Linked DNA regions of Mus musculus: regions 1 and 2 are each linked to region 3. Evidence: chromatin contacts called from public HiChIP or PLAC-seq and promoter capture Hi-C data. All regions are on one chromosome and are shown on one strand. Each heading gives the region's core, a stretch centred on a gene start, on an enhancer-like site or on the middle of the called end of the contact. The rest is flanking DNA. Distances are from core to core; before and after follow the strand shown. Region 1 holds the start of A730094K22Rik (a long non-coding RNA gene). Region 2 overlaps Zic4 (zinc finger protein of the cerebellum 4). Region 3 holds the start of Tbc1d2b (TBC1 domain family, member 2B).

Evidence for each region. Promoter capture Hi-C pulls out the DNA fragments that hold promoters and counts their contacts. HiChIP or PLAC-seq counts read pairs in DNA pulled down with a chosen protein or histone mark.
Region 1: a promoter capture Hi-C map of stem cell-derived epiblast-like cells shows a contact between it and region 3, with 4 times the contacts expected there. The contact joins the promoter of A730094K22Rik here to the promoter of Tbc1d2b in region 3. A contact is called at or near these places in 3 of 39 promoter capture datasets (cranial neural crest, hippocampal neurons and stem cell-derived epiblast-like cells) and 3 of 115 datasets of contacts at active chromatin or transcription factors (astrocytes, embryonic midbrain and forebrain).
Region 2: an H3K4me3 HiChIP or PLAC-seq map of neural tube shows a contact between it and region 3, with 5 times the contacts expected there. The contact joins the enhancer-like site here to the promoter of Tbc1d2b in region 3. A contact is called at or near these places in 4 of 39 promoter capture datasets (cranial neural crest, embryonic stem cells, hippocampal neurons and 1 more), 5 of 115 datasets of contacts at active chromatin or transcription factors (embryonic forebrain, embryonic hindbrain, embryonic stem cells and 2 more) and 1 of 9 other capture datasets (embryonic stem cells).

Annotation. Positions count from the first base shown.
Region 1 is chr9:91,349,223-91,352,643 of GRCm38.p6, forward strand. It overlaps A730094K22Rik (a long non-coding RNA gene), which reads right to left and starts at 2,006. Exons shown (of 2, transcript XR_379700.3): 1 at 1,562-2,006. The region is part of intron 1 of Gm40546 (a long non-coding RNA gene); the gene reads right to left. Gm40545 (a long non-coding RNA gene) reads left to right here and starts at 1,944. Exons shown (of 2, transcript XR_870994.1): 1 at 1,944-2,029; 2 at 2,641-3,267.
Region 2 is chr9:91,379,709-91,383,147 of GRCm38.p6, forward strand. All of the region lies in intron 1 of Zic4 (zinc finger protein of the cerebellum 4), which reads left to right. Among named protein-coding and RNA genes, the nearest start is that of Zic4, 3.5 kb to the left of the region's middle. Within about 2 kb of position 1,958, at least 77 of the 459 cell types and tissues checked have an H3K27ac peak or open chromatin away from gene starts, as enhancers often do. A contact at or near this core is called in embryonic forebrain and stem cell-derived neural progenitor cells, where this site is marked.
Region 3 is chr9:90,269,158-90,272,295 of GRCm38.p6, forward strand. It overlaps Tbc1d2b (TBC1 domain family, member 2B), which reads right to left and starts at 1,612. Exons shown (of 13, transcript NM_194334.2): 1 at 1,195-1,612. The coding sequence starts at 1,554.

The DNA.
Region 1 (3,421 bases), core at 756-3,255, 1.1 Mb after region 3:
CCCATAAATTTCAGCCCTCTGCACTTAAAATAGCAAAGCCCTCTGGAAAGACTTATGGAACATAAAAGAAGTGCATAAAATAGCAACACTGAAGTTACTGAGTGAGTGCTGGTGAACTACTGTCCTCTTCTCCCAACTATTTCCCAATCCTGTTAACATGGCTTTGGAATTTTAATTAAAAGTCTAGATATGAGCTACTTCAAGCTATAAAATTACAAAAAAAAATTACAAAATGATCAGTGAGGGGAAGTAGTTTTGACCTTGAGCCTTTGTTCTGTTACTTTTATTTACCCTAAATAACATTTCTTTCAAACCTTTTTAAACATTTCAAGTACATAATTCAAGACATTGTTTCATTTGAAGCCTGCTTGTAAAACATTGTAGATTTACTTAAGGTGGTCACTTAAACTCTCCAAAATCTCCTTCAAAAATACATAAATCTTATAAATGTTTTGATCTGCTCATTTTATAAAAATAAGCATTGCATATTTCTGTAGATCAATGTATGTGGTTGCCAAATAATTATTGGCTAAGAAACGAATTAATTTCAAATAAAATGTTCAATAAAATTATCAGAATGTTGACAGAAAACAAGTCTACAGTACTGTGAAAGTTTGAAAACAATATTAAAACCCAGACTATTGTCTTTCTCTGTGTTTGAGTCATTTGCCTTGGATGGTACCTTTCTGGGCATTGCTATAACTACAGTGGCTTGGTATTCTGATCCTGTAAGTACTGGATAAATACATTTTACATTTTTAATCGTGAGGATGATCCTGTATTGTCAAGAACCGCTATTTTTCAACAACAAGTAAAGATTTGTCTAAGTTGCCTTTTTATATGCAAGGTTTTCCATTCAGTTATCTAATTTCAAAGAAATTCATTATGACAAACAGTATTCAAATCACTTGGATTTGCAAAGTGCCTTTTTCGTGTGTGTGTGTGTGTGTGTGTGTGTGTGTGTGTGTGTGTGTGTATTTGCATTTTTTCTAATTTCAGTTAGCTGTTTCTTCAGAAAATCATTTCTCTGTCACCTGTGGCACTGCACTGTGAACCGCATGATTTTCTTCCCTCTGCCCACTTCGAGGAACGAACCCAAGAGAGAATAGGCCTCTCCATGAGTGGCCCTGCTGAAAACGCATCGGTACTGGGACTTGAACGGATGGAATGATTGAAGTTGCTGCTTAAACTAATATAATATTCTGTTTTAGATTAGTTACTACAAACGCTTTTACAAAGAAAACCTACTTTGGATGTTACAAATAAAAAGTTCTATTCCTGAAGCCGAAGTGCAAGGCTCTCCTGTTTATCTTGGCTATGTCTCTGGGGGAACGGGAGGACGGCTAGTCATTCTATCGATCAAGCAGAACTGTGTAGGAGCTCCAGCTAAAGCTCTGGCCGAATGGCCAAGAAGCTGGACTCTAGGTGAAGAAGCAGAAAGTCTGAGTTTACAGGGGTGCTGAAGTCCCTGGCGACATTTCTCGAGAAATGGTACCGATGAGTCTTCCACATTTACAAAAACCAATATCCCCTCAAACCAGGTAGAAAGTTTCATACCTACTTGTACGGGAAGGAAAGTGAGAAGTTAAGTTTCGATGCTTTGAAAAACCGAATCTCTTTCTCTTTCCTTTCCTGCTATGTTCCCAAGGGAAAAGGTGGATAGGACCTGCAGCCAGAGCAGTCTGCGCTTTCTTTGCTACGCCCAGTGCGTCCAGTGCGGGAAGGAAAATTAACGAGGCCCCAGCGGGACGGCTGCGGCCAGGCAAGGGTCCTGCGACCATCAGCCTATGACGTCAGCCGCCATTCTGCCTGCGTCAGGTCCCCAGCAGCCCCCACCCACAGGAGAAGGGGGCTGGCTGGTATTGGGAGCCCAGGGCAAAGGCCCCTTTAACCCCTGGAGGGAGGAAGGGAGCTTAGTCTGTGGTTCCCCAGGAAAGTTGAGTTTCCGCTACTCGGGGACTACTGGCTCCCAGACTGCAACCAAGTCTGGAAACACAAAAGTGAGGGTAGTCTCTAAGGCCACAGTGGGGTGAGTAACTTAGAAAACCAAGCCAGAATCCAGGCAACTTGATTCCCTTTCACTCTCACTGGGGCCAGCATTGGTTTGTACTGATTCCAAAAACTAGGGCCGAAAAAGAAAAGAATGTGATGGTGAACTTCAGGCTGGAGTCACGAACTGGAAGATCTGTCCGGGACCCGCCTCTGGGGGAAATAAACTCTGCTTTCTACCTAACTAGCCAGGAGCTACCCTCCCTTCTTCTTTGCCTGCCTAATCTCTATGGTCAGATTTTATGAGACCCAAATGCTGAAAACTTCTTAGGGAGATAGGGAAAAAATGTTTTATCCAAAAGAACTTTGGCCTTCATGGTGCGGAGGACCTAAATGTAGGTTGCCACCGGTCCAAGACTAATGTCTGAATCTACAGAACTGGGACTGAAAGAGACAATCTATCACAGGCCAGCCCTGATAGGATTTCCTAACTCAAGATTTTTGTTTTGTTTTGTTTTGTTTTGTTTTTTAAGAACAGTTTCCCTCCCTGGAGTTCTTGCTTTTAAAGTTTTTGTTTGTTTTTTATTTAGTGATAGTAGTGGCCTTTCTCGTTTAATTTCCTTTTTTTTTTTTTTTCCATTTTCTACCAAGAGGACTGAAAGGAACGGAGGAAGAGACTTCTTGAACAGATGTGAGTCCTAACACTGCTTACTGTAGTTTTCTCCAATAATAAATCCGGCTCTCTAGAACCAGCCCTGCGCTGTTCCAGCAAAATCTGCCTAGGAAAGACAGCGCTCCAGTGTGCGGAGCTGGCTCTGAACTGCTACACTCCCCAGGGCTTCGGCAGTAGAAGCCGGTGATTGGAAGTTTGCAAGCTCAGATTTCCTTGCCTCAACCTACTTCCAACCTGCAGTACTTTGAACTACAGCAAAAGCGAATTTTCCCCCATCGATGGATACCCGCTAGAGAGATCTGTTGAAGGACCGGGGAAGAAAAGTCCTTCCTGGTCTTGCATCCCCTAAGAGAGTTTTGATGAGGCTCTAATGAAAGGAAAGCACCCCTTTTGTCGCAGTAAATACCAGGGAGCCTCCGAACCCACCAAGCCACTGGCCTTCCTGTCCTGCTTGCAACTTCTCCAGCGGCAGGCTCAATCTGTTAGGCACAAGTTTTTGGGGGGATTTCGTGGCCAGTCTTCCCTATCTGGGTTCCAACGTGTCTCAGCATAAGTTGTTGAAGCAAATTAAAGAAAGTGGAACTTTAAAAAGGCTTTTTAAAAAACCTCTGGTCATGTTTTCTCCATGTGTTTCTGGAAGCTTGTATTACCCTCTAGTATCTCCTGAAAATATGTGGTTACACTCTAATATATCGTAAGATAGTCATATCTTATGGGTATCCGTAACTGTGCTCTGTTTCCCCAGCGTTGCCCCATAAG
Region 2 (3,439 bases), core at 708-3,207, 1.1 Mb after region 3:
GACATATTTTAAGCAGCATGGCTTCCCCCAAAGTCTTAAAGGAAATGGGAACAATTGCCTCACACTTACAGATTACTATTGGAAACTCTTCTTCCTTTTAGCCCCACCATCACCTGGACTGAGGGGTCATCTGACCCTTAATACCTTCTTTAGGATTTATGAGCCTTGGGGGCCTACTTTTGACTTGTTTTTGTGTTGCTAGCTCCACAGAAGGGACTTTTTTTGGTAACCCTCATTCTTATTTTAGTAGAGACCCAACGGGACCCACTGTCTTAAATGTCATTTACCGAGTTGTTAAGTGAAATAGGGACATGTGTCAACCACATCTGTTAGCTCTAGTTAACAGAAAGAAAAGGAGCTCGGTGAAGGAGCCTGGGAGTTGAACTCTTCTGGCCAGAAGCATCTAATTAATACAATTGCAAGAAGAAAGTTTTCACACTTTCAGAACAGCCTGTGAAGTTACATTAATTAGTTTAGCAGCCACCGTTTGACTCTCCTTACTCCCCCCCACACACACACCCCTCCTCGCTTGAAGTTTAAGAAGTCAGCGTCTTCTCCCCTCCCCCATCTTGGAGGCGGGAAATGGGAAGAATGATGCAGAGATCAGAAGAATTCCATCTTGGTACTCTAGTTTTGCAGGCGGTAGCTTCCCTTTCTACAATTCTTGTTAGAACAGCAACCCTTTTCAGAGTCCAAGTCCCCGATAGTTGCAGTACCCGGTAAGAAGCTTGCTAAATCTTCCCACAAACTGCCTTCTCCATGAGGTTTTAGTGGTAGAACACTGGCATAGGCTGAGGCAAGACCAAAGTCCAGTTTGGGCTCTTGTTCTTTATTCCCCTAGCATGTCAGCAAACATCTTGTACGGCTTTCTAAAGCACGTTATGAGCTCTTCCCCCCACTCTCTCTCATCCCTTTGGTCCCCTCTCTTCCCGAGTTATATCCCCAGGGACAGAGGAATAAGTAAGACCAGGATTCCAGACCTCAGACTAGCTGCTCCAGAGGCTGGCTGCCAGCACCGGGAAAGTGGATGCGCAATCCGGGGCTGGAGAAAGAACTCATCTTTAATGACAGGGATTTTGAAGCAAACAAACTTATACTGCTCTTTGCCGGCCCACTGTTTGAAGTCTGTGAAGCAGAAAATGGTTAAATTCTTAGCGTAATCGACCTACATCAGAGAAGCAAAAGTGTGCCTGGCTGGCTCTCAGGTTTGCTTGGACTCAAGGCAGAATTCTGCGCGTTCTTTTCGGCCTCTGTCCTAATTCATTACAGCTTGGGTTTAAAAAAAAATGAAAGAGAGAAAGAAAGAAAGAAAGAAAGAAAGAAAGAAAGAAAGAAAGAAAGAAAGAAAGAAAGAAAGAAAGAAAGAAAGAAAGAAAAGAGAAAGAAACCAAACCATAGAGCCTTCCCTGTTCCGGTGTCTCCCTCAAACCTCCTAAGTAATGGGAAGAAAAGGAGGAGGCAAAACAGCAACAAAATGTTTCTCAAATGGCAATAGAACTCTCTACAAATTATTCATGAAGACAGTTTTCGATTCAACAGGAAAATAATTGCCTTTTCAAATATTAATGGCGTTTCATTTCCTTGAGTCGCGGAAGCGGCGATCAGGAGCAGATTTCTTAGCTGAGATTCTCCCGAATGTGACTTCCAGGCCTGGCTCTGGAGGCAGCGGGTGAAGAAGGTTTCACTCTGTGGCTGTGACAGAGACCGGGGAACAATGGTAGGGCGGCGAGGGGAGACGCGGGCCAGGAGCGCGCGCCCGGTCAACCTCCCAAACTGGCGCGCCTCCCGGAACCCCCGGGGCCCGGGCTCTCCCCACTTTTCCCCCGCAGTCAGTCAGCCCTCGCGGAGGGCGAGGGGGGTGCAGGCCCGGCTCCCGGGCCGCTCTGGGGCGGAGTCAGGGCGAAAACAGATCCAGCCACAAGTGCCAGAAAATGGCGCTGGCCTAGAGGCCCCCGCAGGCCGGCGAACTTGGCGCCCGCGCTGACCGAGGCTCTGCTCGCTCTGAAGCCCGGGCCGAGGACCAGGACCGGGGCCAAGGCCCCAAGCCGGGGTCGGGAGGCTCGCGGCCTAGGCCTCCAGCCTGGCCTCCCTCGGGTCGTTCCGCGGGACCCAGGCCCGGCCCCGCGCCGCAGGGTCCACCCTCCCACCTAGAGCGTCTCTCGGGGGAGATGGGGGAGGGGAAGGGGAAGGGGTGGCGGGGTGGCGGGGCGGCGGGGGTGGGAGGGTCGTGGCGCTCGGAGCCCAGGGCGCCTCCTGCAGCAGGGCTACGCTAAGGCCCGCCTGCACCCGGCCTCCCAGGGGCCTGCTCACTCCCCGGTACTGATGCGTCTAGGCTCGGTACCTGTTCTTTTTTCTTCCCCGTTTCTCGTCTGGAGCGAAATACTCGTCTAGTTTACGCGACGAGACATTGGAATGGGATATGTGGCAGCAGAATCCCCCCCCCCCCAACTCCGTGAGGGAATTCTATCTTCAAAGTCTAACCTCAAACTCTATCCCTCAACCCACAAAAACCTTCATTTGTAGGTTGCAATTGATTTTTTTTTACAAGTTATTTTATGAAGAAAAAAAATAAAATAAAAAGAGGGAGGAGAGAGAAAAGTTTGGGTTTTCCAAACGCTGGTGGAGTCAAAGGAGAGAGATCTGGGGACAAATAGGGACACTGATTTGTTCATTATACATCTCCAATGTTTCGTAAGACTGTGCCTTGTCCTGTGAAAATGGCAGCGGGCAACATCTTCCAGAGGACCCTAGTGTACCAGCTCTACTACCGCGAGGGTGAGCACCATCAGTGGGCAGTGTGAGGGAGACGGGTTCGCCTGATTTTTTGCCTAAGCCAAAGGCAGGTTACATGCAAACCTCTATTTAAATCTGAGCGCCAGTGCCACGGCGGAATGGAGACTGTTGATTATATCAGGGAGTCTTCCCTGCAAACCGGGAAAGAAGCGATCACAAAGCCAACAGAGGCTCATCTTGTGTTCAGTCTTATGCTAGAGAAGTTTTAGCACCCCTGATCACCCCCAGGACCTTCAGTTGCTAAGATCACAGACACCTCTCCCTTTCCTTTTCGAAACAACCTCAGCTGAGCCAGAGATTTAGGGTTCTGGCTTCTGGGAGGGTCTGTGGTGGGAGTGGGGGTCATTTTCTCTTCCATAGAGCAGCAAATTCAAGCAGCAAGAAACTCCTGGACCGAGCCTTCCTCCAACCAATATTCCCAGCTTTGTGTGCGTTCTGGCCTTCCTGAATTTTGCCTAGACCTGCGGTATACCCGGTGGGCCTGGCCTGCTCCTAGCAGCCACTCACCCGAAGCTTGCCACAGTCAGGGCCGTGATTTCAACAGATTTAAGATCCCTCCTGGCCTGAACCGATTTTCATTTTCATCTATCAGCCTCTGGGCTCCTCTGGCCTGCGAGGTGGAACAGGCGGGCGGGTAATTGTCTGG
Region 3 (3,138 bases), core at 362-2,861:
GTCCCAAGTTTACACAGACACTGAGTTACCTCAAGTTGAACTGCAGGCCTGCTTGGCTTCCTTTAGAGAAACATTTTATGCATCTGCTAGTGGGGGGGAACATCACAGCATCCCCCCCCCCTCCACCCCTGTTCCCCCAGTCAGACTCTGCTGAGTCGACAAAGCTCTGAGAAAGGGCTTCAGGGAACAGCTCCAGCTGCTGCACGGTCTGCAGAGCTCAGGAACAGTTGCATGCTCACAAGGCCACTCTCCACTTGGCCAGCTTTGAGAGGGCTGCTGCTTCAAGCCCAGCCCTGTGGCTCTGGAGAAAGCCCAGCTTGCAAGACGGAAGAGAAGCCAGAAAAAGGAGGGTGGAGACTCAGGGAACCAAGCGGGGAGCAAGGCCCAGAGTGAGAGGCAGCCCAGCCCTAGGCCAGGGGTCCAGGCCCTTGGGTGCTCCAAACAGGACCATTCCTAGGAGATGTCAAGGTCCTGGCCTTTAGAACTCTCAGCAACAGGGAAATGCTGCCCCGGGACTGGTGACCATTGCCAAGCCTCCAATACTCAAATCTCTCTGGGGAAGCCTAAGGAAGCCTCCCATAAGCTGAAGCAACCCCTCCCACCTTTTCCAAGAAGCAAGAGTGGGCACTGCTGGAGTACCCCGACCTCTCTAGAGGGGGCTGTGGCAAATTAGTTCCCGGGGCCCTGGTATCACTTGCCTCTGGCTATAGCACTCAATGTACCATATTTACTAAACACTTGAGAGTGGAAACCACTTAATCCCAATACTGTTGTCCCCACTTTACAGAGCAGGCAGCTGAAGCACAGAGGGGTCTTTCAGAGGACCCAAGGTCACAGGAGGAGTTATAAATTAGGCAGGGATGGAGGGTGGAAGCCTGCAACTGTGGGAGGGTCTCCCACAGCATCCAAGGAATGGTGAGCGTGGACACAGGAGGGAAGCGAGGAAAGGCGTATCGGGAGATAATGGGTCAAAGTGTCAAAAGATTAGCTGTGTAACCCCCAACCCTGACTCAGCCTCATAGTCCAAGCACAGGTAAAGGGCAAAAAAAGATAAGAATGAGGAAGGAATCAGAGTAGGCAGTGGCAAAGAGAGGCTTGGGCAGGACAGGAGGAGGCCTTTGGGACAAGGAAGGAAGGTGGAGGGGGAAATCTGCTGACGGGACACGAGTGGGCACCGGGGCGCGATCGTCCCACCTTGAGCACGGTGACTGCACCGGCGCTGTGCACCTGGAAGTGTGTGGGCGGATCTGCTCCGGGCTCCGCAGCCTCATCGCGGCCCTGGTAGCTGAAGCAGGCGTCGGCGATGTCCAGGTGGCCGAGCGGCAGAGCGTCCTGGGGACTCTTGAAGTAGTAGAGGTAGCAGCGGCGCGAGTCAAACACGAACCAGCGGCTGCGGTAGCCGCGCAACGGGCCCTTGCCCGACAGCTTCTGCAGGTAGCCGCACAGCCGCGAGGGCTCCCGTCCCGCCACCGCCCCAGCCTCCGAGCCTGTTCCCGGTACCGCTCCCTCACCACCACTGCAGCTCTCCTCCACGCCGTCCCCGGCCCCCGGCATGGCCTGCCGCCGGCGCCCGCGCCCGCGCTCCCGCCCCGCGCTCCTCCGGGCCGCCGCCGCAGCGCCCACCTCCCCGCGCCGCGCCCTCCGCAGGGCCGTGGCGCGCTGAGCAGCCTGGGACTTGTAGTCCCGCCCCCGCCGCGCCCCCGCAGCGTGGGTAGCCTGGGTTCTTTAGCGATCCAGGCTAGCTCCACCCGTCCTCTACTAGTTGTTTTTTTGGGCATTCAAGGTCCGCCCTATCCCGGGAGAAAAAGTTCTGTTTCTTTATGCGAGCGTGGATTCCACGAGTGGGTTTCTAAAAAAAAACTAAGGAAAGTCTACTTAACACTGCCCTGAACTCCGAATAAGCTTTGATTTTAAAATCCGTGTCCAGCCAGTCATAGGCTCATACTACGAAAATGAGAGCGCCTGTTGCCTGGTACAGAGTGGGTGTTCGGTAAATATTTGTAGAGTTTGTGAATGGAAGCCAAAGTATGTACTGCCTCTCTACATCCTGGTTTGTTCACTGAATGAAAAAAAATTTATGGAGGGCGTTCTGTGTAGGATTCACACACTGGAGACTTGGCAGTGACTTCCTAGCCTCATGGAGATTATATTCTAATAAAGCACAACAATAATTCACACATTTTAAAAGGCAAACAAATAGAAGTTGTTTTGCTGCACAAATGCCCTTATGACCTGGAAATAAGGATGGTTGCTTAAAATACCACTGTGCTGGTAGTGTTTTGTTGTCTTGACCCAAGCTATAGTCCTTTGGGAAAAAGGAATTTTAATTGGGGGGGGGGGGAAGCTGGCAAGTCTGGGAGGCATTTTCTTGATTGATGATTGATGTGGGAGGGTCCAGCCCACTGTGGACCGTGCCACCCCTGAGCAGGTGGTCCTGGATGAAGTAAGAAAGCAGGCTGGGGAAACAGTGACGGGCGAGTCATAAGAGGGCAAGCTGTGTGGAGCAGTCCTCCATAGTTCCTGCTTCCAGGTTCCTGCCTTTTGGTCATGGTTCTTTATTACAGCAATAGAGACCCTAACTATAAGACATCACTTGCCAGTGATTACTTGAGGGTGTCGGGAATGTAGGACTGAGACAAGCTCTCTCCACATAGCCTGGGCTGGCACTGAGCCTTGGATATCTTCCTGCCTCCACCTCCCAAGTGGTAGGATTACAGGAATGTGCTAGCCCCACCCAGCTTCCTAGTACTTCCTGTATCAACTTATTTGAACCCTCAGAACAACCTCACAAGGTGTTTTTAAGTGCTTAACAAAACAAAACATAGTAAAAGGATGGAGTTTGTAAAGGAAGATGAAGGTAAGCTACTTTTGTAGGTTGGTCAGAGGAGGCAGATCTTAAGAAGTGAGCAGAGACCTACGTCAGATGGGAGGGGGAACGGTAACTAGAGACTGAGGAGGGGAACAGCATTCCAGGCGAAGGAAGGATGAGTACAAAGCTCACCTTTCCCAAAGAGAAGTAGACATTCTAGTTATATTTGTGAGGACATATCAAATATACCACTAGAAGAGGGTGCATGATCCCATAGAGCTGGAGTTACAGATAATGGTGAGCTACCACGTGGGTTCTGAAAACCAAAT